4 separate regions of the Rattus norvegicus genome follow, and all the other regions are linked to region 4. Evidence: chromatin contacts called from public Hi-C data. All regions are on one chromosome and are shown on one strand. Each heading gives the region's core, a stretch centred on a gene start, on an enhancer-like site or on the middle of the called end of the contact. The rest is flanking DNA. Distances are from core to core; before and after follow the strand shown. Region 1 holds the start of Zfp706 (zinc finger protein 706). Region 2 overlaps LOC100910524 (a long non-coding RNA gene). Region 3 holds the start of Pabpc1 (poly(A) binding protein, cytoplasmic 1). Region 4 holds the start of Ywhaz (tyrosine 3-monooxygenase/tryptophan 5-monooxygenase activation protein, zeta).

What was found. A called contact is a pair of places that touch in the nucleus more often than the background predicts.
Region 1: a contact with region 4 is called in a Hi-C map of kidney, with 3 times the contacts expected there. The contact joins the promoter of Zfp706 here to the promoter of Ywhaz in region 4. A contact is called at or near these places in 10 of 12 Hi-C or Micro-C datasets (the A7r5 cell line, the Rat2 cell line, Schwann cells and 5 more) and 1 of 1 datasets of contacts at active chromatin or transcription factors (oligodendrocytes).
Region 2: a Hi-C map of liver shows a contact between it and region 4, with 4 times the contacts expected there. The contact joins the enhancer-like site here to the promoter of Ywhaz in region 4. A contact is called at or near these places in 5 of 12 Hi-C or Micro-C datasets (Schwann cells, frontal cortex, liver and 2 more) and 1 of 1 datasets of contacts at active chromatin or transcription factors (oligodendrocytes).
Region 3: a contact with region 4 is called in a Hi-C map of liver, with 4 times the contacts expected there. The contact joins the promoter of Pabpc1 here to the promoter of Ywhaz in region 4. A contact is called at or near these places in 7 of 12 Hi-C or Micro-C datasets (the Rat2 cell line, Schwann cells, frontal cortex and 4 more) and 1 of 1 datasets of contacts at active chromatin or transcription factors (oligodendrocytes).

Annotation. Positions count from the first base shown.
Region 1 is chr7:70,056,484-70,063,126 of GRCr8, reverse strand. Zfp706 (zinc finger protein 706) reads left to right here and starts at 3,968. Exons shown (of 4, transcript NM_001394374.1): 1 at 3,968-4,229.
Region 2 is chr7:69,993,645-69,999,598 of GRCr8, reverse strand. LOC100910524 (a long non-coding RNA gene) reads right to left here. Exons shown (of 4, transcript XR_010053763.1): 1 at 3,548-5,954; 2 at 3,214-3,454; 3 at 1-3,058. Among named protein-coding and RNA genes, the nearest start is that of Zfp706, 63 kb to the left of the region's middle. Within about 2 kb of position 3,983, at least 81 of the 93 cell types and tissues checked have an H3K27ac peak or open chromatin away from gene starts, as enhancers often do. A contact at or near this core is called in Schwann cells, liver and prefrontal cortex, where this site is marked.
Region 3 is chr7:69,670,625-69,677,282 of GRCr8, reverse strand. It overlaps Pabpc1 (poly(A) binding protein, cytoplasmic 1), which reads left to right and starts at 2,477. Exons shown (of 15, transcript NM_134353.3): 1 at 2,477-2,868; 2 at 5,212-5,405; 3 at 5,591-5,706. The coding sequence starts at 2,676.
Region 4 is chr7:69,846,037-69,852,602 of GRCr8, reverse strand. Ywhaz (tyrosine 3-monooxygenase/tryptophan 5-monooxygenase activation protein, zeta) reads left to right here and starts at 3,901. Exons shown (of 6, transcript NM_013011.4): 1 at 3,901-3,950; 2 at 6,542-6,566. The coding sequence starts at 6,553.

The sequences.
Region 1 (6,643 bases), core at 2,719-5,218, 210 kb before region 4:
ATCTCTACAGACATTCCATTGCTGGGGTGTGGGGGCTGGAAACTTGCAGGGGAGGTCTGGAGACTGTTACTGAGGAAGTAGCTGAGGAAGTCTAGAAACTGCTGTTGACCGTTGTCCTTGCTTTAGGCCAGATGCAGCTTCTGAGGCCTGGACTTGCCTGGAATTGCTCAGTTCTTGGAGACAGAGATTTAGGCCTCGTCTCTTGAACTGCCTATTTCAAGCCTGTCATGCGTCAGCCCAGCCTTCTCAATGGAGCGCACTCTCTACCGGTGTCATTGTCCTCAGGTATTCTGTCACAGTGCTGACAACAGTGGTCCCAGAACAAAGCACAACAGCATTGAGGCTTCATCCTGGACTCTCAATCCCGTGAACTGATGTGTATGGCCGTCCTCCTCCCCACCATGCCATACCAATTACCATAGCTTTGCAGTAAGTTTTGAAATTGGGAAATGCGTATCATCAGTTTTTAGATTATTTTAGCTATTCTCGACTCCCATAAATTTAGATAGGGTTTTCAACATATGCAAAGATGCCAGCAGGGTTTCGGTCCGGTCCACACTTAATTTGCAGATCGATGCAGAGATCACTGAATCTTCTGACCTACAGAGTTAAGGTGCCTTTCTGTTCACTTAGGTCTTCTGCAGTGCCCGTCATCAGTGTTGCTTGGCATTCAAAATACAAATGTTGAGTCTCTCTCCAAGGCCACGCTTAAGTACTTTACTTGTTCTGATGCATTCTAACACCCCACATTGCTGTTTAAACTTCTTTTAATTTTGCTGAAATCAAGATTTATCTTACAACCAGGAGTGAACTGGCAGCCCGTTTTAAAGTGTTACAACACATAAACATCCCTGAAGTCGATGGCTTTACAGTCAGGACAATCTGACACTAATGTGAAGTAGCTGTAAAACCCCGAGGCAGAGGTGAGCAGCAGGCATCTGCACTGTCAAGACAAACTCAGAGGAGAGGCTGTAATGAGAGCTGGAAATGCAGGGATTGTCTCAAGTGAGTGACCTTCAGAGCCTCAAGACTGAATCAGACTCCTTCCAGGCTAAAAGGCATAGAGGAGACAAGAGGATCTGGGTTGCAGTCTCAGAAAGCCTCAAGCAGAAGGTGTGCAGGTAAAGAGGAGGCAGTGAAGCAACCAGTGTTGTTTTTTCTACTGCTCTCTCCAAGGAAAGTGCTACAGAGACAGGAGCCCCTCTCTGAGCCCGTTTTGGTTGTTACTGACGGTAGTGCTGTTTTGCTTTGGTTTTTAAAGACAGGATCTAACAGGTATATGAACTCTGACAGGATATGAACGCACTACATAGCCTCTCAAATTCATGGCTATCCATTTTCCTGCTTCATTCTTCTGGGTACTAGGATTATAGGTGTAAGCTTGGACCTTGTCTCTTTTGTTTCCTAATAAATCTCATGCCACTTTATTAATTTAGGTATCAATTCACAACAGCTACAACGGAAAATAAATCTTTTAATAACTTATTTATTGAAAATTAATATGCTGGAAACTTACCAATTTTCTCATCGCAGGAACCCCAGCATGCATCCAAACAGATCAATGCGCCTTTCATCTTTCATCTCCAGAGAAGCAGTTTCATTTCATGAGGTGGATTTTGGATAGAAAATCAGCAAGTTCTTATCGCATAATATTTTAAAGTGACTGACTACCTATAAGAAGAAAAGGGAAAATATTACCAGAAGTACTTGTAGCATTAAAAATTGAACGCCGGAATATGCACAGAAACCCAAGAGTTCCCATCTAGTTTACTGTCACTTTTTTGTAACCAAAGCAAGAAAGACACTAGCTGGTGGCAAAGCAGAGGCACCCGCCTTCTACCAACTGTCACTGCACACATGCTGGAGCTTACCCACTCTGGTTTCATCCTTTCTCCTTTATATTTCAAATGCCCTAATCGCCACACACAATTATCAACACACCGTGTTCTCTAGGCAACAGTACTTAAACACAGGAGTGACAAAAAGGACAAAAAGCATAGAGGAGACAAGAAATCTGGGTGGCATTTAAAAAAAAAAAAACCTCAAGCACGAAGGATGCAGATAAAGTGGTGGCAGCAAAGGAAACTGCTGTAAACTCTGACTCCCCAGGGGACATCTGTAAGCATCCTCAACTCTTAGTTGCCTCAAGTGTAAATGGATGCTATTGGCACCAGCCAGGTAGAACCCAAACACCTCGTGATTCCTGATAGACCCGGTTTAACAAAGCCCTGTCCTGAGATGGAGAACTCCACCTATTGCTTCTATTAAGTTCTCAAATGAGATATGAATTAAAAACTCAAGGAATATTAGCTATTATGAATACTTCCCCAGGCCGCGGGAGGAAAAAACGACAAACCAATCCTACTTCACAACAGAAGTCTTCAGACCCCACCCTGACCCACCGCTGCAGATTTCATGGTCCAGTTCCAGTGTTGACACTCATGCGTAGACAAACAGCTCTTTGTGTTTCTCATGTCTAGATCCTCCAAGACTCTCAACCCAAAATACAACAAATGTGACCACCATTAATAGTTATATTATAGCTTTTTAAAAAAAGATTTATTTATTTATTTATATACATGAGTACACTGTAGCTGTCTTCAGACACACCAGAAGAGGGCATCAGATCCCATTACAGATGGTTGTGAGCCACCATGTGGTTGCTGGGAATTGAACTCAGGACCTCTGGAAGAGCAGTCAGTGCTCTTAACCTCTGAGCCATCTCTCCAGCCCATAGTATAGCTTCTTGACATGTCTTTTCCAAACCTCAGTCTCTTCAGACACATTCTGTTCAATATCAGCACTTTGTTGGTCACTGGCTAAAGAGTAATAAAAATGAGCTTACAGAACTGATTACCATCAGCAATAGTAACAAAACTAATGTGAACAAAAAAAGTGAAATCAAAGATAAATACACTCCAATCATGGCCCAACTGCAGTAAGCAGCAAGCTCACGTCTTTCTGGCTATTTGAAACAATATTGTGACAAGGCTATCATAGTCCAAGGAAAGTAGACTATCCTCATATTCAACCAATTCTCTGGACACTGCCAGGCAAATTTGAGATTCCAACTTGTCATGGTGACACGTGTCACAGTTCCTGTGAAGGTGAAAGGGTCAGGAGTTCTAGGACAGTCTGGCCCACAAGGTGATTTTTTTAAGGCCACAAATGCAGTATAACTATAACCCAATTAGATTTAACTGGGAAGCAACATGTTGCAGGTACAAGGGCAAGGAATGCAGATATTTACCACCACCATTTCTAATCACCACTAGATGTTCTCGATGTTAGAATTGCAATCGCTCTTAATCAGGTATTTTAAGTTTACTACGTTGTCTAAATCAAGTGGTGGCAGGGAGCGACCTTTTATTCTTTCCCCAAATATTAGCAATCCAATAGCCTGCCTGCACAGGCTAAGCAGGCTCGGATGGATTTAGCAGGATTTTCAGGCTCAAGTCTCCAACTATGTGAAAGTCCCTGGTAGGTCAAAATACCCTGAGCACGGAACCAGTGAGAGAACAATGGCAGCGAGTCTGGCAAGGGGTCACGGCCGACCGGCGGCCACGCGGGGCCCCGGGCGCGACTCCCCCGCCGCTCCGGCTAGCGCCTTACAGGGCTCCGAGCTAGCCAGGGAAGAACGAGGGCGGCGGGGCTGAGGCCAGGCCTGGTGAGTGGGAAACAAGGGAGTGACTATCGAGTCACTCTGCCGACCACCGCCCGTAGGCCGGAGGTCACACACCGCAGGGGCAGGACAAAGCGCCCCCGCGCAGAGGCACCACCAAGAGAGAGGGCTGGAAGGAGGGAGGCGGGCGAGGGCTCTGCAGTTCCCGTCCTAGGCCCCGCCCCTGCGCGCTTATGTAACAGGGGAGAGCTGCCATTGGTTTGCAGACCGGAAGGACGCGAGCATGCTAGAGGGGCGGGGCAAAGCCACCGCAGGAAGGTGAGGGGCGGGATCACGCGGGCGGGCGGGCGGCGCTGAGGCGACTGGGAGTGCGGCGCGGCGTGCGCGGGCACGAGCGACGGGCCTGCCTCGGGCTCAGGCGCGGCGGGCGCGCGCTGCGGCGGGTGTGCGAGGCGCGGGCTGTTGTGCTCCCGGCTCTGCTCGGTCCTTCCTCTGCGGGTGGCGGAGGCCCCAAGCGGTGCGGGGCTCGACCCTTCCTTCCCTGCTCGTCCTGCTCAGCTCTTCTCGCGCTGCGCCGTCTCTCGGACGCCACTCCGTCCCGGCCCGGGTGAGCGACGTCGCAGGACGCGGGAGCCGGGTTGGGAGGCACGCGGCGGCGGGAGGCCGGGGCGGGCGGCTGACTCCCAGCGGAGCAGGCGCGGGGCTGAGGGCGGCCGAGGCCTCGGGCGGGCCGGGCTGCAGCTGTGGGGTTGAGTCTGCCCACGAATGGCTGTTCAAAGCTGGGATCGGGCTGTGGAGCCGGCCTGGGCCTCTTGCTCTGACTGGTTGCAGAGTGTGAGCCCATTTCCTGGCTCCCCGGCCTCAGAGTAAGTTGTTTGGCTTTAAGCAGCCCCTAAGGGCCGGAGCTTTACTTGTTGCCTCCTTCTCGAGAGTCTTGGTATTCCAAGAACTCTCCCTGGTTAGTAGCTCATTTGCAGCCTCCCAGGAAAGCTAAAACTTTTATTAAAAATCAGCTGGTAACCGTTTGCAAACGATTTATTGCCTTTCAATTTGTCCCACTTAATCAGGGAGCAGTTTATACGTAAGATTTTGTGGAAAACTCGATGGTCGAGGGCAAATCGTAAGTTGAGCTGTCCGAAAGCAGGTGGTTGGATCGTTTGCACTTCTGCTTTCGGAAAGGAAATCCGTGCCACTGTGCTGTCAGAAGTCAGGGGCCTGCCCCACTCAGCTAGCCTGTTAGAGCAGATAGCCTTTGCCTAGTGTTACATTTTGTGTCTATTGAAGCGCATGCCTTTTTGTAACTGTTGTTGGGTGGTAAAGAAAATGTGTTAAATCTTAGGTGCCCAGTTATGTTTCTGTTGCCCTAAATGCAAAAGTTAAAAATAGTTTTTGCTTATCTGATGGCATTGGTTTTTTACAGCACACTACATGAAAAGGTTACCAAAGTCGCTGCTTTAATTTCTAGATGACAAGGAAAATTCTGGAATTACTGATGTGCGGTTTTGTAACTTAAAAAATCAAACATAAAACCCTTAAGGACTGCTCACCAAGTAATGTCTTCACATACACAAGCCATACTGTATGGAAGAGTTAAGATGTTTTATTTAAATAACCAGAATGTTCTAGTAAGGGTCTGATACTAAGACAGGGGAAATTAAGACTTTTCAAATTTTTGGTGTACATAAATTGAAGACCCACCATCAAAATGTACTTTTAAATATGCCATATAGCATAGTGGCACACGCCTTAAAATCCCAGCACTTAGGAGGCAGAGGCAGGCAAATCTCGGTAAGTTCTAGGCCAGCCAGAAGTATGTAGTGAGACACCCCCACACACACTTCCATATGCTATTGAACTTAGAACTGATGCAGTGTTGGTTTAAAAACACAAAATGAAGTATAGTTTTGATGACAAACAGTTGATATTTGCCTTGAGTGGGAATGGGGTTCTTACATTAGGCTAGCATATTAAACATTCTTGTAGTTGGTGAAAGACTGGACAGGGTTTATAAGAAAGCATCAATCCTCCTGTTTTATTAGACTTTTTCAGTTTATTATGTAATACAACTGGGAGTATGTCAAGTAAGTTGGGCTGGGGGATAAGGATAAGAGCTTTGACTGTCTCTGAAACACTTGACTTTATATCCAGTAGCTAAGAGGGTTGCAGTCAGGAAAGGCCAACCCTCTTCTTAGTACGGTCCCTTGTACATTCATGTCTTTTAGTGATTTCAAAGTTTAAAGTGTAATTACAGTGCTATTTAAAATGGCATAGGATCTCATTTTAATATGCTTCAAAAGCACTACTCTGGTAGATCCTGTGTGAACAGGTTTAACTTGTGCTGTCTAACCAGAAGTCTGGTTTTAACAGGAAAATAATTCTTTTAAAATCAGTTCTTTTAACTAATTTTTGTTTACTCCAGGCCATTAGTAGTGAGGAATAGAAAGAACCTTTCAGCTTTGTAAGAGGTACCCTTAACACCAGGGGTTCTAATTTGTCTTTACAATGTGTGCAGCTGGGCCAGTGTGGTGGCTCAGCTGGTGAAGGTGCTTTCTGTCAAGTCTGAAGGTCTGAGTTGGATCCCCAGAAAACACATTGTGGAAGGAGAATGGACTCCACAACAAATGCTCTCTGTGGAGCCTGTGTTTTGTGTGTGTGTGTGTGTGTGCGCGCGCACAAATAAATGTAGGTGTTTGTGTTTCTATTCAGGAAAGAGCTCTTAAGGAAAACTTCAAATAGTATAATAGTTTAATGAAACCTGAGTACTAAAAGGAGTTGCTGTGTCCCTACATGTATTTTGGAGGATTAGCTGACAGTTTTAAAATACACAAATTGTAAGTCATAGTCGTGGATGCTAGCAGGGAGAAGCTACCTTTGTAATCAAGCGATAAAGGAAGACTAAATTTTGGAATACCAAACTTTTGAAGGTTACATGTAAAGTGGAAGGAAAAAAAGGCCTAAATATCTATGCATATACAATAAACTTGAGTCTGTTGGGAGTGAGATGTGGTCTGGCTGTGTGGG
Region 2 (5,954 bases), core at 2,734-5,233, 150 kb before region 4:
ACACACACATGTGAACAGCCTTCACACACACACACACACACACACACACACACTGCCCTGACACCACACACTACACTCAGAGGTGCACTGCTCTGACACACACCATACTCACATGTGAACTCATGAAGTGAATAGCTGCAGCTTGTCAAATCCCTTCCACACATGGGCGCCCTGCTGAGCAGCACCCTGACATTAACATTGGTGCTGCTGGCAGCCCATTTCATAACCCAGTACCATTCCTAAGCCACAGGGAGCTGTGAGGCAGTATAGTCCTCTTGTCCTGATGCATGGGTTGGAGTTTCCAGGACTTCAGACATTGTCCTAATTTCAGATTCTCGTCTGGGGTGAGATGTTGAGAGGCTCACTGGACAGAGACTTGAGCCAGCTAAGGAGTTGCTGTTCTGCACTAGAGATGGAGGAGAGAATGAACATTTACATTCTGCTTAGAAAACTGCCTGGAGACGCCATGGCTTAAACCAGAAGCCATTGCTGCTGCTCTCAGGTCTGTGAGCCAGGGCTTTGGGTGGTGTTCATCCAGACAGTGAGGGTCAGGATGGCTCCATGTGAGATGGCCAGATCTCAGATACCTCAGCTGCTCCCATTACCCACTGCCTCTGCCGAGGTCAAACACGGAAACTGCATCTTTCTGTCAAAGGCTAGCCTAAATTCAAGGGAAGTGGAACAGATTTTCTTTGTAAGACTTACGGCCTTGTATGTAAACATCTTTGTCAATCTGCCCTGTATGCACAGTGTCTTGGTACTGACAGATGGCCACATGATGGGCTGATGTTACAGAAAATCCCACCATGGCCACTTGGCTGGACGGGAAAAGATTTCCCTAGAAATCACATTTCCCTCATTCTCTCGTCCCTACTGATAACAGGAGAAGGTATTTGTTAGAGGTGCACTGGCACCATTTGTCTGTTCCTTCAGATGGTGACAGTCTAGTGGTTCTCTGACCAACTGATCCTCGCACAGGTGGAACACACTTCCTTGACCCAAGCGATCTGCACATACTGCACATGCCAAGACAAACTGTGGGTAAATGGAACGGGCAGGGGGTGCCTATCCTTAGAGCCCTCGGAGGCCATGTGCCACTGCAGTGATTGCCAAGCGAGGAAGGCAAAACTGACCTCATCTGCCAAGAACAATCAGCTCTGTGTGCCTCTAACAACGACAGAGCCAGTCAGTGCCTCAGCAGAAAAACCCAGCGAGAACTGGAAGGAGATGGGGCCTTAACTAGCAGGACATGTTCAATCATCTCATACAACACACACAAGGTTAAACACAGGAACATGTGCTGCTGTCCTACTTAGGGTGTCTGTTGCTGTGAGGAGACATCAAGACCAAAAAGCAACTTGGGGAGTGTGGTTTGATAGGAATGGTTCCCATAGACACAGCTGTTTGAATGCTTGGTCATAGGGAGTGGCACAATTAGGAGGTGTGGCTTTGTTGGAGTGGGTGTGGCCTTTTTGGAGGAAGTATGTCACTGGAGGGGCGGGCTTTGAGGTCTCCTGTGCTCAAGCTACACCCAGTATGGTACACAGTTTCCATCTGTTGCCTTTGGATCAAGATGTCGAACTCTCAGCTCCTTCTCCAGAACCATGTCTGCCTGGATGCTGTCATGCTTCCCGCCATGATGATAATGGACTAAACCTCTGAACTGTAAGCCAGCCCAATTAAATGTCTTCCTTTATACGAGTTGCTATGGTCACGGTGTCTCTTCACAGTGATACAACCCAAACTAAGACTAGGAGGAAAGGGTTTTTTTGGCATATGCTTACAAATCACTGTTCACCATGGAAGGAAGTCAAGGCAGGAACTTACACAGGATAGGAATCTGGAGGCAGGAGCTGATGCAGAGGCCATGGAGCGTGATGCTTACTGGCTTACTCAGTCTGATTTCTTATAGAACCCAGGACCATCAGCCCAGGGATGGCATCCCCATCCCCCATCAATTACTAATTAAGAAAATGCCCTACAGACAAATCTCATGGAGACATTTTTCAATCAAGGTTTTCTCTTTTAGATGACTCTAGCTTGCTTAAAGTTGGCCTAAAGCTATCCAGCACACGTGGGATGTAAAAACACACTAGACCATGACCAGATGAAGAGTAATTGCAGCCTAAGGATTGCTAGGACCAGGGGCATCCTAAGAGATCACATTCAATCCAAGCCATGAGAAGACTGAGGCCCAGAGAAGTACCTATTCTATAGCCTCCTGCTGTCTTATATTGATAACAAAGACTGAATGAGTGTCAGTTAGGCTGCCTGTCAGCCATTTTGCTTGGTGATGAGAATTCAAGGTGCAATAGAACATAGTCTTTGCTCTCAAAGCCTACTGTCAAGGCAGGGTATGGAAGGTCCTGTGGAACAAGCAACACCACAGAACTGCAGGATCCAAATGTGCTCAGGAAACCTGGCTGGGGTGGGGGTAGGGCAAGGACAGGAGCCCCAGACATCAGCATCCAGTTCCTTGAGTGATATCTATGTATCCTATTCACAAGCTTACCTTAAAAACATCTTGTCTACTGAGCTATCCATCATAGCCTGTGCGGCAGGGGGTGTTCAGGGAGTCTCAGGGAGGGCATGTGGCCTTCCTACAGTACCAAGGGAGGTAATAAGCCTTAACCCACAGCCTCTGGTTTCTAATGTCTTCTCTGGATGGGATCTCAGGAGAGTGGAGCAAAGGAGGAACCCAACATACCTGGCTGGGTAGTTCACAGGAGTGGTTAAAGCGGGCGTTTAGATTTGAGAAGAGCCCCAAGATAAAACAGCACAAACATGGCCTCAAGCTGGCTATGTTTTTGATGAATAACAAGTGCATACCCTCCAAGGGGAGTCAGCCACTGACCTGGGGCTTACTGCACTGTCGTGTGTGTCCTCACCACAGTCCTATAAGATAGCCATGATAGCAACTCCATTTTACAGAAGGACAAAGGAGATCCAGAGCATAAATCCATCGCCCAGTGTCACACAATCACCCAAAGGGAAGATTCAGAGTTGGTGGTCTGTCAGGCCTTCGTCCATGTTGGCCATATTTGCCATTGAGCTGCACCTGGAGACACCATATTGTTTTGAAGGGTAAAACAAGACTGAAGCAGGATACTCCCTCCCCCCCAAGCCCCCTCTCCTAGCTCTTTAGATATGCTAGTCTGAGGCCCCTCCTCCCCACCCCCATCCCCGCCCCCAGTCCTCTGAACAAAAGCTTACATTTATGTGCACCAAGGGGTTGCACCTTTGGTGATTTAGCACTCTGGCCCAAGCAGCACCACAACAACTTTATCAAAGGCCAGGGTCGCACACCACTGGGTGGTCTGGGTCGGTGAGCCTGGGTGCAGACTATGTTGCGGCCAGAAGAGTGTCGCGGGCTTCAACCTTTGAGGTCCACCGAGCAAAAACAAGGTGGTGGTGGCAGTGCTGTGCAGTGATGTCACTGCGGCAGAGCCAAAACCTGGATAGGGGTTTGCAAACAGCATCAGAGAGGATGCCATGGTGACAAGCAAGCGACAGTGCAAGACAGTGTCGAGGGGACTCCTGGGCGTACCTGATGTTGCGTTGGCAACAAAGTAGAGCTGACGACCTTTCCGCGTGCCTGGCGCCTAGTGCGCGCGCACACACACGCACGAGAGCGGCGGATGGGGCGAGGACCGTGGCGGGGGTGGGGTGGGGGAAAAAATGCAGCAGTATGCGCAGGCGCAGAGGTGTGGGAGCCACGGGGCGGCGGCCGGTGGGGCGGGGTGACTCAGCGCGCGGAGGCGGTGCGGGGGCGGCGGGCGACCGGGAGCCAACCGCAGCCGCCGCGGGCCCAGCCTGCCTGGCAACAGTCAGGGCCTCCCTCCCCTCCACCCCCACCCAGGAGGAGAGGGCGGGGGTGCTGGGCGGCCTGCAGGTGCGGCGCGCTGGCACGGCTTTGTCCCCGCACGGCCTGGAGCTGTGCGCCGCCCGCGAAGGCTGAGTCACGGACGGGTGTGTGGCCAGATGGCCCCACCCGCGTGGATGCAGCCCTTGGCTCAGCCAGGCTTAGCTGTGGCGATGGACAGGGTAGGGACAGGGCAAAGTGGCTTCTGTGAAGCGCCTTAGGGGATGGAGAGAGATCCAGCCAGCGTGGGTTACCGCTACCCCTTAGAGGAGTTAGAGGCGAAGCTCAGACAGACCGGGAGCAGCGAGTGGGGAGGGGGTGCAGGAAGGTTCCTCCCTGCCAGGGGTATAGGTACAGCCCCAGTGGCTGGCCCAGTGTCATGTGGAGGATGTGAAAGCAATGTAGAGCCCACTGCCCTGGGGACGGCCGGGACACCTGCATTTTAACAAATATCTCGGCTCTTTCAAACTGGTGGCTGGTGCAGTGCACTTTGAACATCAGCCGTGTTTAGAAGATGGGTGGTCATGGGACCATTTATCTATGGAGTGTGCCTAGAGAAACAAAACTAGGGTCAGCAGTTAGGGAGGAGTCAGTCACCAGGCCCCCCCAAATGTGTGCTTACAAGCACAAGCCAGTGCGGTGCTCTACAGTACTGCATGAAAAGTTGTCTAAACTCGACTCTGAACTCTTCGTTTTGAAAGGCAGGGCTTGACCTGCAGTGATTCCTGCTTTAACTCTGCAGGCCGCCTCAGGATCCGCACCCACTTCTGGGTACCCTGTGGTAATGAGCACCACCTGCAACCAGCGGCAGCCACGTGGGTGCTTTTTGTTTTTCTGGTTTGCTACAGTGCATGGTTATTGAACATTAAGCCTCCTAGACACGGAGACACATGAAGTCCTGATGTCTGTTACTTAGATATCACCTCAAGCGGAGGTTTTTTTGTTTTTGTTTTTGTTTTAACATAATTTCCAACTTAAAGGCTTGCTAGTCTGTCAAAGGAGGACAGAGAAAAAGTTCACTGGGAATTAGGCTTAAGGCAGATTTATCCCTTTATTTGGCAAATGTCATCCTATCTCTGTTAACAGCCCACAATGGGAAAAAAAATCTGAATAAAGACAAATTACATTTTGAGCAACTTGAAGTGTGGACACAGATGTATCTGAGGGCAGATGGCTTTGATTTAAATCTCAGCAATTCCACTTTCTAGTCACATGACCTTGGGCTAATTTGTGACATCAGATTTCCCCTACTGAGGTGGACTGACTACATGCCACAGGCTGCCTGAAAAGATTTACAAGGTTTGCTGTTTTGTTGTGAGTGTTGTCATGAAGTATTACAATGACTAGTATGTATCTCTGGGTGTTCTTGTGTCTCTGTGTAGTTAGTAACTGTGTGTACCATGAATCAGCACAAACACATTGCTGGAGTTAAGTCATCCAATTCATATTCTCACTTTCTGAGATGGGAATTATTGTTTCATCTTCATCTTTCCGGGAAGGAAACGGAAGCACAGAGACTTCTGAGAAACATCTGAGAAGCCTGGCGTTCTCAGGCGCAGGTACCTAACCACTGCATTGTGTGGATGATATTATGTAATCATGCGGGTTACATAGCAAGGAAGGAGGTCGCCTCTAACTTGATCCATCAGACAGCAAAGTTAAGACTTTCAACTTTGGTTAGCACCCTGCCTCTATGTAGGAAGCTCCCTTCTAGCCTCTGAAAATTGGCATCAACATGAGGTTATTTAGAGGAGCTTTGAAAAGCTTTGGGTTCAAACAAGCATCCGATCCAAAGTTAACTTTGACCCAAAGTTAGCTTTTAACGAAAGCATATTGGGATTCAGGGACTGTGAATCTGTCCCTCAAGCCCAGGACTTACAAGCTCCCAGGACACAGCGGAGTGGTGGTTTACAAACTCCATCCACTGACAGCCTCCAAAGATTGCCCTACCCTGGACCACAGTCTAGCTCCAGAGCCATACATACAGCAGGAGTCCACATTCCAACCTGTTCCTCTTAGCTCTTCTCTGCTCTTCTGTCTCCGCTCATCAAAGTCAAGCTACAAACCACCCTCTAGTGTAGTGGCTCTCATC
Region 3 (6,658 bases), core at 1,228-3,727, 170 kb after region 4:
CATCATTCATGGGTGGCATACACACACTCTCTCTCTCTCTTTTTTAAAGGTAATCTCTTCCTCCAAGAGGGTATATTAAAAATGATAGGTTAAGGTAGTGATTATACGTGGTTTTAACTCTTGCTGCCATCTTTGCAAGTTATTGGCCATAAGGCTCCTTCATGCATTATTACAATGGTATTATGTTCATGCCCTTGGAATGAGTGGTCAGAGAAATACTTGCAGGACTTGGTTCTTGCCTCCCATCCTGTGGCTTGGGGTATACAACTCAGGTCAGGCAGGGAAACAAGCACTGTCAGCCACTGAGTTTTACAGACAGCCTTCTCCAAGGCCCCTTCTGTTTTCGTTCTGTTTTATATTGCTCTTTCCTTAGGAGCTTAAGTGCTAAAATGATGCCATTTTCTTTTAAACAATAACAATGGAATTTTCACTCTCTTATTTTGAAGAAACATTTTAGAATAGATTCTAATAGTTATGCCCCACCTGATAAAAATGCTGGGACTGGATATTTATTCACTGCCCCTTCAAGCATTTACATTTATGAGGACCAGAACAACCATTATTAAAGTGCTAAGGTTAAGACCTTGGCTTCGCCATCTTTATTTCAGGATACCCAGCATGATAGGCATTCAATGACTATACTAATGGAACCGACTATGCTCCTAGTAGAGTGAAGGGTGTTTTTGATTAACTATTTAAACTATAGCCTTATTTGAGTAAACAGATTGTGTAGTATGTTTTCCTAAAGAACAGCCTTAAACGATACTCATTTGTAAAGCATACAACGTATTTTTCAAAACTATTATCTTCCATTAATATGAGTGGGGAGGTGAGAATGGGAAGATGGGAACAGCATCTAAGATTCTCTGGACCTAAATTCTAACTGAGAAGAGTTATGACTAATTTACACTAGGCAATAGGCTAAGTATGCACTGACGATCATTGCATTAAAGAGCTGAGCAGTCATTTAACTTTTGACACTGTTAACCGTAAAATTAGTAAGTACTATTTGCTTCACTTCCCACACATCACTGTCAAAGGATGTTTATATAGGACTTCAAAACTGTAGAAACCTACTAAAGTGTGGTTTTTATGTTGATGTAATGTCATTTCTATTTGTGGCTATCAATCATTTACATCATCCCCCAACACTGGCACCCAGGAGCTAGATATGTAGATTAGGGTGCCCCTCAACTCGGAGATCTGCAAGACCCTGCCTCTATAACGCTGGGTTAAAGGCATCGGCGCCACCCCTGGTTAAGCGGGTGAAAGGCGTGGCCACGAAGCCTGCTTAAGCAGGCTATCTAGGTTTGTTTGGTTAAGAGTGACAGAGTAACTGTGAGAAACGCATACTTTAAAGGAAAACCCATTTTTCTCGAGTCCTGTTTACCACTGTAAAAAATGTAGGAAGCAGCTCAGAGATTCCGACAGAATATCTTAAGCGCCAGACTTCCAACAGCCGCCTCCCCTTCCCTCCCCTCCCCCTCGTCAAGGGTCCTGGACCCGTGCTGGGTCACGCCCGGGACGGTTGGGGTCCGGTTGAGGTCAGCCAGCCCGCGGCCGTTGAGAACTCCAGCTCCCGGCAGGCACCGCTTCCGCGGCCCACGCGCGTGGCGGCGCTGCCCGCTGGGACTCGTAGTGCGGTCCGGGTAGGAGAACGTGGCAGCTACCCTGCCTCCCTCCGCGTCCACCTCGGAAACTCGGCCGGCAGAGGCTCACGCCCGCCCACCCGTGTCCGGCGCCGCTCGGGGCGGGGGGCTAGCGAGGCAGAACCCCAGCCGCGGCGCCGGGAAGAGGCCGCGACTATTCGCGCACGTGAGGGGCGGTTGGCGCCCAGAAACCCGGAAGCCCCGCGCGCCGCCCACCCGCTGCGCTGACGGGTTAACGCTCTTTCGGGCGGAGGCGGGGCGTGTGCGCGAGGGGCGTGGCCAGCAGCCGCGCCGGGACCGCCTACTAACTGCCCCGCCCTTTCCTGGCCCTGCGCAGCGGGAAGTCGGCCCCTGGCTGGGGCGCGTGCGCAGAAGCCCCGCCCCGCCTCGGCCACCACCCCCACGCCCGCAGCAGCCGCTGCCGCCGCCACCTCTCCCTTCCTCTGCGCTTTCCTCCGCCTCCTCCGGCGCCGTCGCTCGCGTAGGGCCCTGGCGTCAGACGCGCGTGGGCGGGGCGAGTGCGGCGGGGGGTATAAGTAGAGGGTGCAGGAGGCGGTGCTTCCCCTTCTCCCCGGCGGTTAGTGCTGAGAGTGCGGAGTGTGTGCTCCGGGCTCGGAACACACATTTATTATTAAAAAATCCAAAAAAAATCTAAAAAATCCTTTGAAAAAACCCAAAAAAATTTACAAAAAATCCGCGTCTCCCCCGCCGGAGACTTTATTTTTTTTTCTTCCTCTTTTATAAAATAACCCGGTGAAGCAGCCGAGACCGACCCGCCCGCCCGCGGCCCCGCAGCTCCAAGCAGGAACCCAGAGACCGAGGCCTTCCTGCCGCCCGGACCCAGCACCGCCAGCCTCGCTCCCCCGGTTCCACGGCCGTTGAGTACGCGTCGATTCCGGTTGAATTTTGTCCCTCTGCGCTCGCCCCCGCTCCCCTCCCCCCGGCTCCGTCCCCCGGCCCCGCACTCGCTCTCCTCCTCTCACGGGAAAGGTCGCGGCCTGCGGCCCCGCGGGCAGCCGTGCCGAGATGAACCCCAGCGCCCCCAGCTACCCCATGGCCTCTCTGTACGTGGGGGACCTGCACCCCGACGTGACCGAGGCGATGCTCTACGAGAAGTTCAGCCCGGCCGGGCCCATCCTCTCCATCCGGGTCTGCAGGGACATGATCACCCGCCGCTCCTTGGGCTACGCGTACGTGAACTTCCAGCAGCCGGCGGACGGTAAGCGGCAGGCCGGAGGGTGGCGGGCGGGCGGCCATGCGGCCGGGGCGGCGGGCCTAGCGGGCCGGGCCGAGGGGGCGGGAGGGCACGGCGCCGCAGCCCCTCGCGGGCCGGCACTTCCTCCTCTGCGACCATTTTCTCGCCATCGGTCGCTCTCAAACTTTAGGGCGATGACGCGCCGGGAGGGTGGGTAAGGTAGCCTTCCCGGCGCTCCCGCCACAAGCTGTGGGGTTCGGGGGTTTCGAGCCCCCTCTGGAGTGGAGCAACGGGTGGAGGCGCCCCTCCATCTCCTTCCCTGGCCCGGCATTCAGGCTGGGGAGGAAGTACGATTCAGTGTTGGGAAATACCACGTGTTGAACCCTGTAACCTCACAGGCCCGAGGCCTGTTCCTGCGGGTGGCTCAATCGCTGGGAGGAGCCCCAGGCTTTAGAAGAAAGTTAATAGGGAGATGCCTGTTGGTGGTCCTTAGGGTCATGAGCTCCTTCCTAATAGCATACCCCTGGCTTGTGGACCGCGAAAGGGACATTATACCATGTGCACTGCCTGGGGTTTTCCCTAGATGAAGTATTTTCTGTCTTTAACCCTGCAGTGGAGGAGGGGATGTGGAAGACTCTAGGGCACCAGACACCTTGGCTCATTTTCAAACAAATTAGTTGGATATTAAGTTTAATAGAAGTGATTATTTAATGTATACATGCATATTTTTTCTAAAATAGCACCAGTGGTTATGAATTTTAAACTGCTGACCAGTTTTGGTCGTAAACATTAGGGTAACCTGGATAGGATTATGCTGAATTAGTAGCAGACAACTAATAATAGCTTCTTTGATTTTTTTTTGTGTGTGTGTGTGAAGTGTTTCAGAATCTTGGAGTAGTTGAGAAGTAACACATTGAGTTTATATTCTTAAGTTTGACAGTTCACTGAAACAGAAATCCAAGAATCAGATAAGGTCTACAGTCTGATGTTAAGTTTTTAAGTCTAGATGACCCTGACTAGAAGTCAGTTCTGTCTGGCTTTTATTTTAATAAGGAAGACTGGGGTTGATCAGTTTTTCATAGATAAAGGTGATACTGAGATTTTGAGTAAACAGCATCTTAGGTGATCGGAAGCCACAAGTTACAAGTTGTAAAAGTGCACTGCAGGTGGCCTGCCCTTTTGCTCTCAAAGGGCACTTTTAGTGTCACTTCATTAGAGCTCTCAACTCACAGGAGATGACAGGATGTAAGCTAAAGAAGGTAACTTGAGCAAGTAACCGAAAGAACTTCTATGAAAAGAAAACTTAAGAGACTTGAAACTTAGTGGTTTCTTTTTTTTTTAATTCAGAAAAACCCAGTCCTGACATTTGAAAAGTTGAGTTTCAAATTAACTTTATAAATTCATGTCAGTGAACCAATATTCTAACCGCTCAGAATCTTGCCTCTACATTCTTCATTTATTTTGTGGCTGTATGTTCAATGTTCCATCTTTTGAAATAGTTTTAACCAGTTTTTTCCTTTTTATGGTATTTTCTTATGTATTGCAGTAGTTGACTAGGGTTCTGCTAGTGACCAGTATTCAGTTTAGTAGGAAGATGTGACTCATTAGAAAAGAAACCAAGCTGGAGCACAGTCAGCGTGACCAGGGGTGCTTAGGAGGTGTGGCCAATTGATAGTGAGCTGGCTGCTGACTGTCACTTACTCTAGGAACTGGAATTCATTTATAGGAAAGCGGTTGGGGGGCTGGGTAAGGTGGTTTCTGCACTTATTCCCAGCATGAGAATCCCAGCATGAGTATTTCAGAGGTCTTGGCCAGCCTGAGCTACATGAGTTCCAGGAAAACTAAAGCGACACAGGGAGACCTTAAAGAAAAGGTTGTTGAAAAACTTGTTCTGTCAATAACTACATTTATTAGTGAGATTTGAAATTTGCTTCAGGGATTCAAGTGGACTGTTCCCCTAGAAGGTCTGGTTTCTTAGGTAGCATTTTTCCATTTAAGACAGGGCAATGGATACATAATTTTTGAAGGCAGGGACTCGGCCAGATTGGGCTTAATAGAGACCCTGTATCCAAAAAATTGTCTCAGCCTCAGCATTTCTTTTACAAGTATACATAAATCAATCTTTTTGGAGGTCTCAAAATTGTAGAGTAGGATTTTTTGATGTGAAGCATGCCTATCCAAAAATAACTGGAATAAATTGTTGGTTACGATGATCAAGGTAAAGGTCACGCATGGGTAGTGAAGTTCAGAGGAAGATGAGCTGAGGCCACGTGACTACCCTTTTACTCGAGGTCACTGGTCATTTTATAAAAAGTGGCTAATGGGATGTTACAAGTGATACTTACTCTGAAAATGTATTTTTCGCAGCGGAACGTGCTTTGGACACCATGAATTTTGATGTTATAAAGGGCAAGCCAGTACGCATCATGTGGTCTCAGCGTGATCCATCACTTCGTAAAAGTGGAGTAGGCAACATATTCATTAAAAATTTGGACAAATCCATTGACAATAAAGCACTGTATGATACGTTTTCTGCGTTTGGTAACATCCTTTCATGTAAGGTAAGCTGAGATGTAACAGGGCAGTATTTACAGTGTTGTGCTACGTTTAGATTTGGGAGTGACATTTGTGCTGTCTGTTAATGCTGTCCTTATTGTGAAGTTCCCTAGGATTAGGTAGCTAACATTTCTACAAAGTAGAAAAGCAATAGCAGGTAGTAAAAAGTGAGTGTTCTGTTTTACCTTAGGTGGTTTGTGATGAAAATGGCTCCAAGGGCTATGGATTTGTACATTTTGAAACACAGGAAGCAGCTGAAAGAGCTATTGAAAAAATGAATGGAATGCTTCTAAATGATCGTAAAGTGTAAGTATAACTACATCTTTTAGGGGACATCTTCAGTCTGTTTTTAGTAGTTCTCCATTAATTTAAAAACTAGTCAATGTTTGCTACTAAGTGCAGCTGAACTTGGTGGCATGTCTTTAATCTTAGTACTTGAGATCTCTAACTTTGAGGCCCACCTGCTCTATATAGATTGCAACATCCAGGGCTACATACTGAAGCTGTCCCCAAAAAAGATCTAACTGGATAAGTATATGCCTGTGATTTCATCACTGGAGAGGTAGAGGCAGAGGGTCTATGAATTCAAGGCCAGTCTAGCTAGGCTACATGAGAATCGCTCAAAGAAATCGGTCAAACTGTGTATGCGTGTACATACAGCACTGACCCACGTCTGCTAGGTTTCATAATCATTCGTGATCAGTAATGTCAGTTGCTCATCATAGAAACCCAAAATGAACCAGGTAACTAGAGATATAAAACTTGGTCAAATGAGTGCATTGCTGGATCCATACGATCTAATTAGGGAACTAATTCATCAGCCTGTCTTCTGTTTAGAGAAACTAACTAAAGAAATCAGAGGTGCTGTAAGACCGATGACCATGCACTGTGTGGTCTGGATACAGAGCTAGCTCTGGTGTTTGTTTTTTCCAATTAATCTTTTCCTGAAGTATTATTCACTTATCTAAAATAAACTTAACAAGAGTTAAAAACATTGGCAAATGACACTGAAAATTAAAAGGCTGTTGTTAGTAGAGATCTCTTCTTTGTTTGAGACAGTATTTTTTTACGTTATCTTAACTGTCTTGGTGAAACTTACTCTATAGACCAGGCTGGCCTTTAACTTAGTAGAAAGATCTGCCTGCCTTTGTCGCTGAGTGCTGGGATTAATGGTGGGTGCTACCACAGCCCAATTTGCAGGTTGATCTGAGAGTTCTTGGTGTAAACTCTAGTGGTGTCATGCTTGTTGACAGGCCAT
Region 4 (6,566 bases), core at 2,652-5,151:
GTAGTGAGGGGCAGGGCTAGCTCTTTTCTGCTCATGATCCTGTGGGCAGCTTTCCCTACTGCCAGAATCCTCTCTCCTACACTCACACCTTCAGGGCTGGCTCACCTACACCCGGTCACCAGTGCCAGCTCCACTGTGCTGCCTGGAGAAGGTGCTCCCCTGAGTGCTGCCACGGGTAAGAGGCAGGGCAGATCTTCTGAGCAACGCAGCCACTGAGGGGTGGGCAGGCTCTGCAAGGTCCGTCCGTGCACATTCATGTGATCTAACACTGAACCCTGCTGCTGAGGGACCAGAAACCCAAACATGGCCCCCAGCTCAAGCTGGGGCCTCAGCATGGCTCCAGGTGGCAGGGTTGGCCACTCACAACAGGCTCCTCCTCTCCACCTTGAGTCTCCAGTCCCACCTCTCTTCATAATGCTCAAGCCGCTCACTTCTCTCTCTCTCTCCCCCATCTGTGTACCACATACTCACATTGTGGTGGCTCCTGCTGCAGGTGGGCCCTGGCTGACGAGCCTCTGGGTGACATGCAGTGTGTGTGTGATGACAAGCAGGTGCCTATGGCCTGTGCTAGTCTGCGGGTGGCATGCTGGACTGCAGGTCTCTGCAGGGTTGTAGCTGGGCTCTATGTCTATAGCCTGTGCTGACGGAGGGCGGTCTATGGATGTATTCTCACCTGCACTGGTGCCATAAAGTAACGCAGGTCTCTGTCTTCCTCCTGCTGCACTGCCAGGCAACAAGTTAGGTGAACAATGACTGGCATCTGCTCTGCCCTGACTGACAGATCACCACCACCACCAAGGAGTCTCTTTAACCACTGCCGGGGGAGGGGGCGAGGGGGTGTTTCTTTTTATAATTCGGGATCTCATTTCATGTAGCTGGACATGACCTTGCACATGGGATCCTCTTCTCCACCCAATTTGTCTTCCCGATACTGTTCTGTGGTAGGCTCAGATCCAGGGCTTCAGGCATGGTAAGCAAACACTCCAACAGCTGAACCCATCCTCAACCATGGGATCTTCCACTTTATGAACGTCTCTCCTCGATGCCTTGGTCTGCTATTTGGTTGGCAGATTTGGGGTTCAACCATGAATGATCCTAGTAGGGAAGATTTATGGTTCAGGCACGCAAGCAGAGGGCATCACTTTGTGTCCTGTTGCCTAGCAGTTGGTCAGTGGGCCACAGCTAGCTTCAAGAGACTCAACGGTGGGACCCAACTCCGGCAACTAGAGAAGAGGATTTAGTGAACAACTCTTGGTATCTACTACTTCCTTGTCCTCTACAGCACAACGCAGCCCACTCTTTTACTCTCTCAGTCAGGGTATTTAATTTTATGGGGCTGGGAATTAGTGTGTCCAACTTAGTAATCTAAAGAACTTCTGGATGGCAAAGCAAGATCGCCCCTCTTCTGACTGCAAAGCCCGGCACACTATGTTTCATTCAGTTAAAAGGTGCAGAACTGAAATTATAGCCTGCTGGAACTGTTTATGACAGAAAAGATCACCCTTGACATGTGTCTCCAGTTGGAATGACACTAATTTAAACTCCCTACTTTACTGTGTAGCATAACCCTGAAAAGACCATTGTCTTTGGGGCAGGAATATAATGAATGGGATACTGAGTACTACTGTGTATATGTCTTGTGTTGGGCTAATACATCTGTACTTTAGACCTACTACTTTTAACGAAGCTTCACTTCATTTTTCACTAGTTTTTTGAACACCAGAGACATCTACCACCTTTATTGTTCCCAAAATGTAATTACAGTAAACTACATGGAGTGGTGCTCAGAAGTACACACATGCATTCCTCAGCCCCAGATGGCATTTTTATTGCTGCTATTTTATTACTGTGCCTATCAAGTTACACAGGAGACAATCATCTGCATGAGGTAAGACCTGAGTAGAGAAGACAGTAAGACAATCGGGCTGCTAATCAAAGTCACCAGTAATTTCCCCAGAGTTCAGGCCCATGGGCTCTGTTTATTGGTTTTGCTACATAATACTTTTTATTCTTCAAAATACTTTTCACTTGGGCCTTCCAAGGCAAATCTAATTCTGGCCCCCTTGAAGCCTTTTATTAGGCACGCATGTTGGTTGAAGTTTGTAAAAGCTAAACGCACCTATGGGTTTATTAAAACACAAAGAAGCCTCGCTAGTTAATGCACAAGGCAAACGCCCAAACTAGCTATTTCCCAAAGCAAGTCTGCATTTTATGCAGGGAAATCTCTTACCTTTCCCCAAGGATATATTCCATATAGATGCGTATTGCAGACATTAACAGCCACTCCCATTTTACAAAAGATTTAACCTAGTATCTTCTGTCAAATTTCTAGCGCCTACAACAGAACTGGAAACATGAAAGCTTTTGAAACAAGTCATTTTAAGTGAGTCACTCCCTGAAAGAATTTACATTGAAGCCAAAGTAAGTTGACTTCAGTATCTTGGAAGTAAAACCTGCATTAATTTGCTCATCTGCTTAGCATGTTATGAATCTATTGCTGTGGAAACGGGTTGTGGGGGGGTGATTGGCGAGGGGAGCGACTGGTCACAGGCAAATCTTTAGCTAGCTGTCATTTCAGGCAAGTTATAATTTGTAGAACAAGCTTGTGGTTCAGACAATGTATCCAACATACGGATAAGACAGTGGTAGGGAAAGAATAGCTTGTTATGAAGTCTTCCAGAGAGCTCTGGGCCGAATTCCTGAGGTTCTTTTTTCAGTTGTGCTTAGTGTAGCCCCCAAAAAATGTTTTAGCTCAGAGGAGCACAGTTAAAAGGAGCAAAAGCAGATACTTCATACAGAAACTGCATCTCCTTTCAACTTCCGTCTCCTGGGTGGAGACCTTGTGGGTTCAGGCACCTGCAATTTCCGCCCTTTTCCTCCCCCCCCCCTTCTTCCGGGCGTAGAAGCCCTGCTGCTCCTCCTCCACTAGGGCCCTAGGAACGACCACGCTCCCAAACCTTGCTTCCAGAACCTAAAAGGGTCACACTCTTACAATGCGTTAGTTAGGAACGATGCGTCTCCCAATGAAAGCCCTACGGAGGGTAAAAGCGTAGACCATGAAGAGCAGTTCGGTGTGTTCTAGCCTGTTTCCCCGCTTCGCCCCAAGTCAGGCTTCTACGATCACGTCCAACTCGCAAACCCAACCCTTTCCCCGCTCCTCCCAGCGACCACCCATTGTCCCCGAGGCTGTCACGGTGCGGACGCCGAACTCGCGACTGGAAGGGCAGGGCGTCATTCAGCCTCGCGCTTTTCCAAGCCTTAAAAGGTCTAAGGCCGCTTCCTGCAGCAGGCAGGTAAAGCGGACCGCGGGAGGGAGCAACCGCGCCCGCCCCGCCCCGCGACGGCGGGGCCGCTGCCCTGCTCCGGGGTTCTGATCACAATGCCCTGGCAGTAGAGCCGCTGTCACCCTGCCCTGCAGCCTGCCCGCCGCCATTACCAGCGCAGAGAGAGGGCGGCCAGGCGGGAGGGGGTGGGGTGGGGAGATGCGAAGGTCCCGGATGTGCCCGCCAGTAGAGGTGGGGGCGGGGAGAGGCTTCCTTCCGCGGGCCGCAGGGGCGGGGAGGGAGGGCAGCTCGCGGGGGCGGTGGGGAGAGAACTGAGCACGCGGGTGAAGGCAGGGTCTGGAGCGGAGCGGAGCGCGGGTACGCGCTCTCCTCCGCTCGCCCTCGGGCGCGGGCGGGCCGGCCGGGCGCGCGCAGGGGAGCGGCGGTTGCGCTGGGCCGGAGAACTGTGGGCACCAATCAACGGTTGCCATAGCAGCGTTTGACGTCATCGTGCGTGTGGTGCCCCTGCTGCCGGGGCTAGTGATTGGAGGAAACCCCGTGTCTGCGGAGCGGCTGTAGCCTGTGAGCAGCCAGATCAGGGACAGAGTCTCAGCCTCGCCGCCACCGCTGCCGCCGCCCAGAGACTGCCGAGCCGGGTCCGTGTGCCGCCACCCACTCCGGACACAGGTGAGAAGCCGCCCTGAGTCGGCCTCCGCTCCCTTCAGCCCTCCGCTGCGCTGCGGGCCGAGAGGGGTCTCCCCTGGAGGACCCGGGCGGCGGCTCGGCTCCGCCGGGCCCGGGCAGGCGCCCACCGCCGCCCCCGGCCGCTTGCTTCTGGCCTGCCCGGCTGCTCATCGCCCCGTTCTGGTCCCCGGGTGGGGGTGGCGGATCAGGCGCCCACGCGCGATACCCAGGGGCTCCTACTCCCCAGGGCGACCGCGATCCGCCCCCGCCGGCACCCTGCTTCCGCCCGCGACTGTGACTCGGTCGTGGCGCAGGTGAGGCCGCCCCCACCCGCGGTACCCCCGCCACCCCTCCCCCACGCGGGGGGCAGCCAGGTAGCATGCGGGGCGCTGGGGTGGGGCTCGTCGGGGACCCTGAGTTGGGCTTGCTGGGTCCCGCAATGCCGGAAAGGACTCTCGGGGCGCGCGGTGGGGGAGGGGCGCGGCCAGAGCTAGGCATGGGGTCACAGGGGCTCGGGGTCCCCAGCGTCCCGGGCCGGTGGGAGGTGCGCATCCTTCCCGGAGCCCCGGCCCCCTAGTGGGGGCTGCGCCTGTCTGGGTGGGGCCCTGCCCCTCCCCCTACCGCAGCTGTCCGGGCTTCGGGACTCCGGTCGGACACAGGCGGAGGGGACCCTGGGCGGGAGCGGGGTGTGTCCGGCGCGGGTCGGCCGCGGTTCCGCTTCTGCGGGCGCGGATGGCATCGGGCCCCCGGGAGGGTGAGTCGCTCTCCCTCCCCCCCCCCACCATCCGACTGGGGCGGGTGCGCGGACTGCTCCACCCTCTGCCCGGGTTGGGGGGGGGATTCACAGTCGGAGTAGGTTGGGCTCCTTGACACAGTTCCGCCATGACAAAGAGAGTCGGGGACTAGCGCGGAGGCACCAGCCTGGGCGGAGCCAAGGAGGGGAGGTGGCTGCGGATGGCGCGGACGCCAGGACTAGCGCTTTAAAGTCACCGCTGCGCGGTTTCGGTTCGCCCCACCCGCCGGCCTCGGGCAGCTAAGGGTTAAGTGGGTGCGGCGAGTATTCCCGCAGTCTGAAGGCGAGGTCCGGGAGCACTAGTTTTCCTGTGAGAAACCTAATCCACTTCCCCTTATACGGGAGGTTGGCAGAGGAACGTTTGTACTGACTGGGCTTACATCATTTTTTGGAAGCAACATTTACCAGAGACGGTTTCTGATGTTAGATTTCGAGACCCCGGGGGGGAAGTATGGGTTCACAAATTTTAAATAGTTGATGCACTGAAGGTACTGTGTCTCGAATTTAAGCTAGCTCCGTGTTTCTGTTCTGGACACTGCTCGTTTGGCCAACCAAAAAGAGGTCGTCCTTTCTGGAAAGGGAAAGGAAAGGATTTGATAATTTCCATGGTGGGCGGCTGTGACTCTTATGCCTTTCGATGTGCCTTCAGGTTGTGACTTTTTCTTTATATTTTGTGGGATCACTATATGATTTAGAATCTTGCTCTTGACATGGTTGAAGAAATAAGTAAATTGGAATCTAGAGATCGTTGAAATTGAGCAAAAGAAAACTGAGAAACTATGAAAAAGAAGAGCTTGAGTACTTCTGTGACTCGAGCTAGAAATAATGCGGTAGACATTGGAAGCACTCGGGTCCTTCCGTGTGTTGTAGACTCAGTGCACACTCATAGTAGGAAGTATGGGTGTGTGCTGAAGCAAGAGGTCATACAATGCCATATAGAGACAGATTTGGTCTTGGCTTTAGTGAGTCCTAGTGGTAGTGTGTTCAAGATGTCTTAAGCAGCAATTAGCCAATTATCTTGAGATAATTTTTATTCCATGATCAGCTGGCAAATGTTACAAGTGTAGTAGATCAGGGTTGGGGAGGTGCTAAATAAAACTCAGTCACTCTTGGTAAGAATATATACATATAAAGGTTAGAGTATATGAGTTACATTACACTGACATGACTCACGATTCTGTAGGTATGCACTTCATAAGCATTGTAGATCCCAGTCCCTACCCTAATCCTTGATGCCCATGCACACACCTGAGGGTCCCTACCCACAATCCCCTCATGCCCATGTACACACCTGAGGGTCCCTACCCACAACCCCTTCATCCCATGTACACACCTGAGGGTCCCTATCCCTAACCCCTTCATCCCCATGCACACACTCGAGGGTCCCTTCCCACAACCCCTTCACCTCCATGCACACATTTCGAGGGTCCCTACCCACAACCCCCTTCACCCCCATTCACACACTCGAGGGAACGCTGCTCAAGTGGGTCATTTAGTGGTATTAGGATCAAGTGATACTTTGGCCAAAGAAAATAGAGGTGGGTTTTTAAGTAGCTTATATGTCCATATATGCTTTGATCTTACTTGAAATTGGGATCTTCTGAACATCTGGAACATGCAGTTTGACTAACCCACTGTTAATATTCAGACTATGCTAGTTTTCTGGTTGGTTTGGGGGCGTGGGGGTGTTTTAATTCCTCAAGCTAGGTTTGAGATGCTGGTGTGCCTTATTTACGACAGGTATAACGAGTGTGTGTTTTTCACAGGAGTTTTCTGAGTGTTTCTCTTGTTCACCTTGCAGAATATCCAGTTATGGATAAAAATGA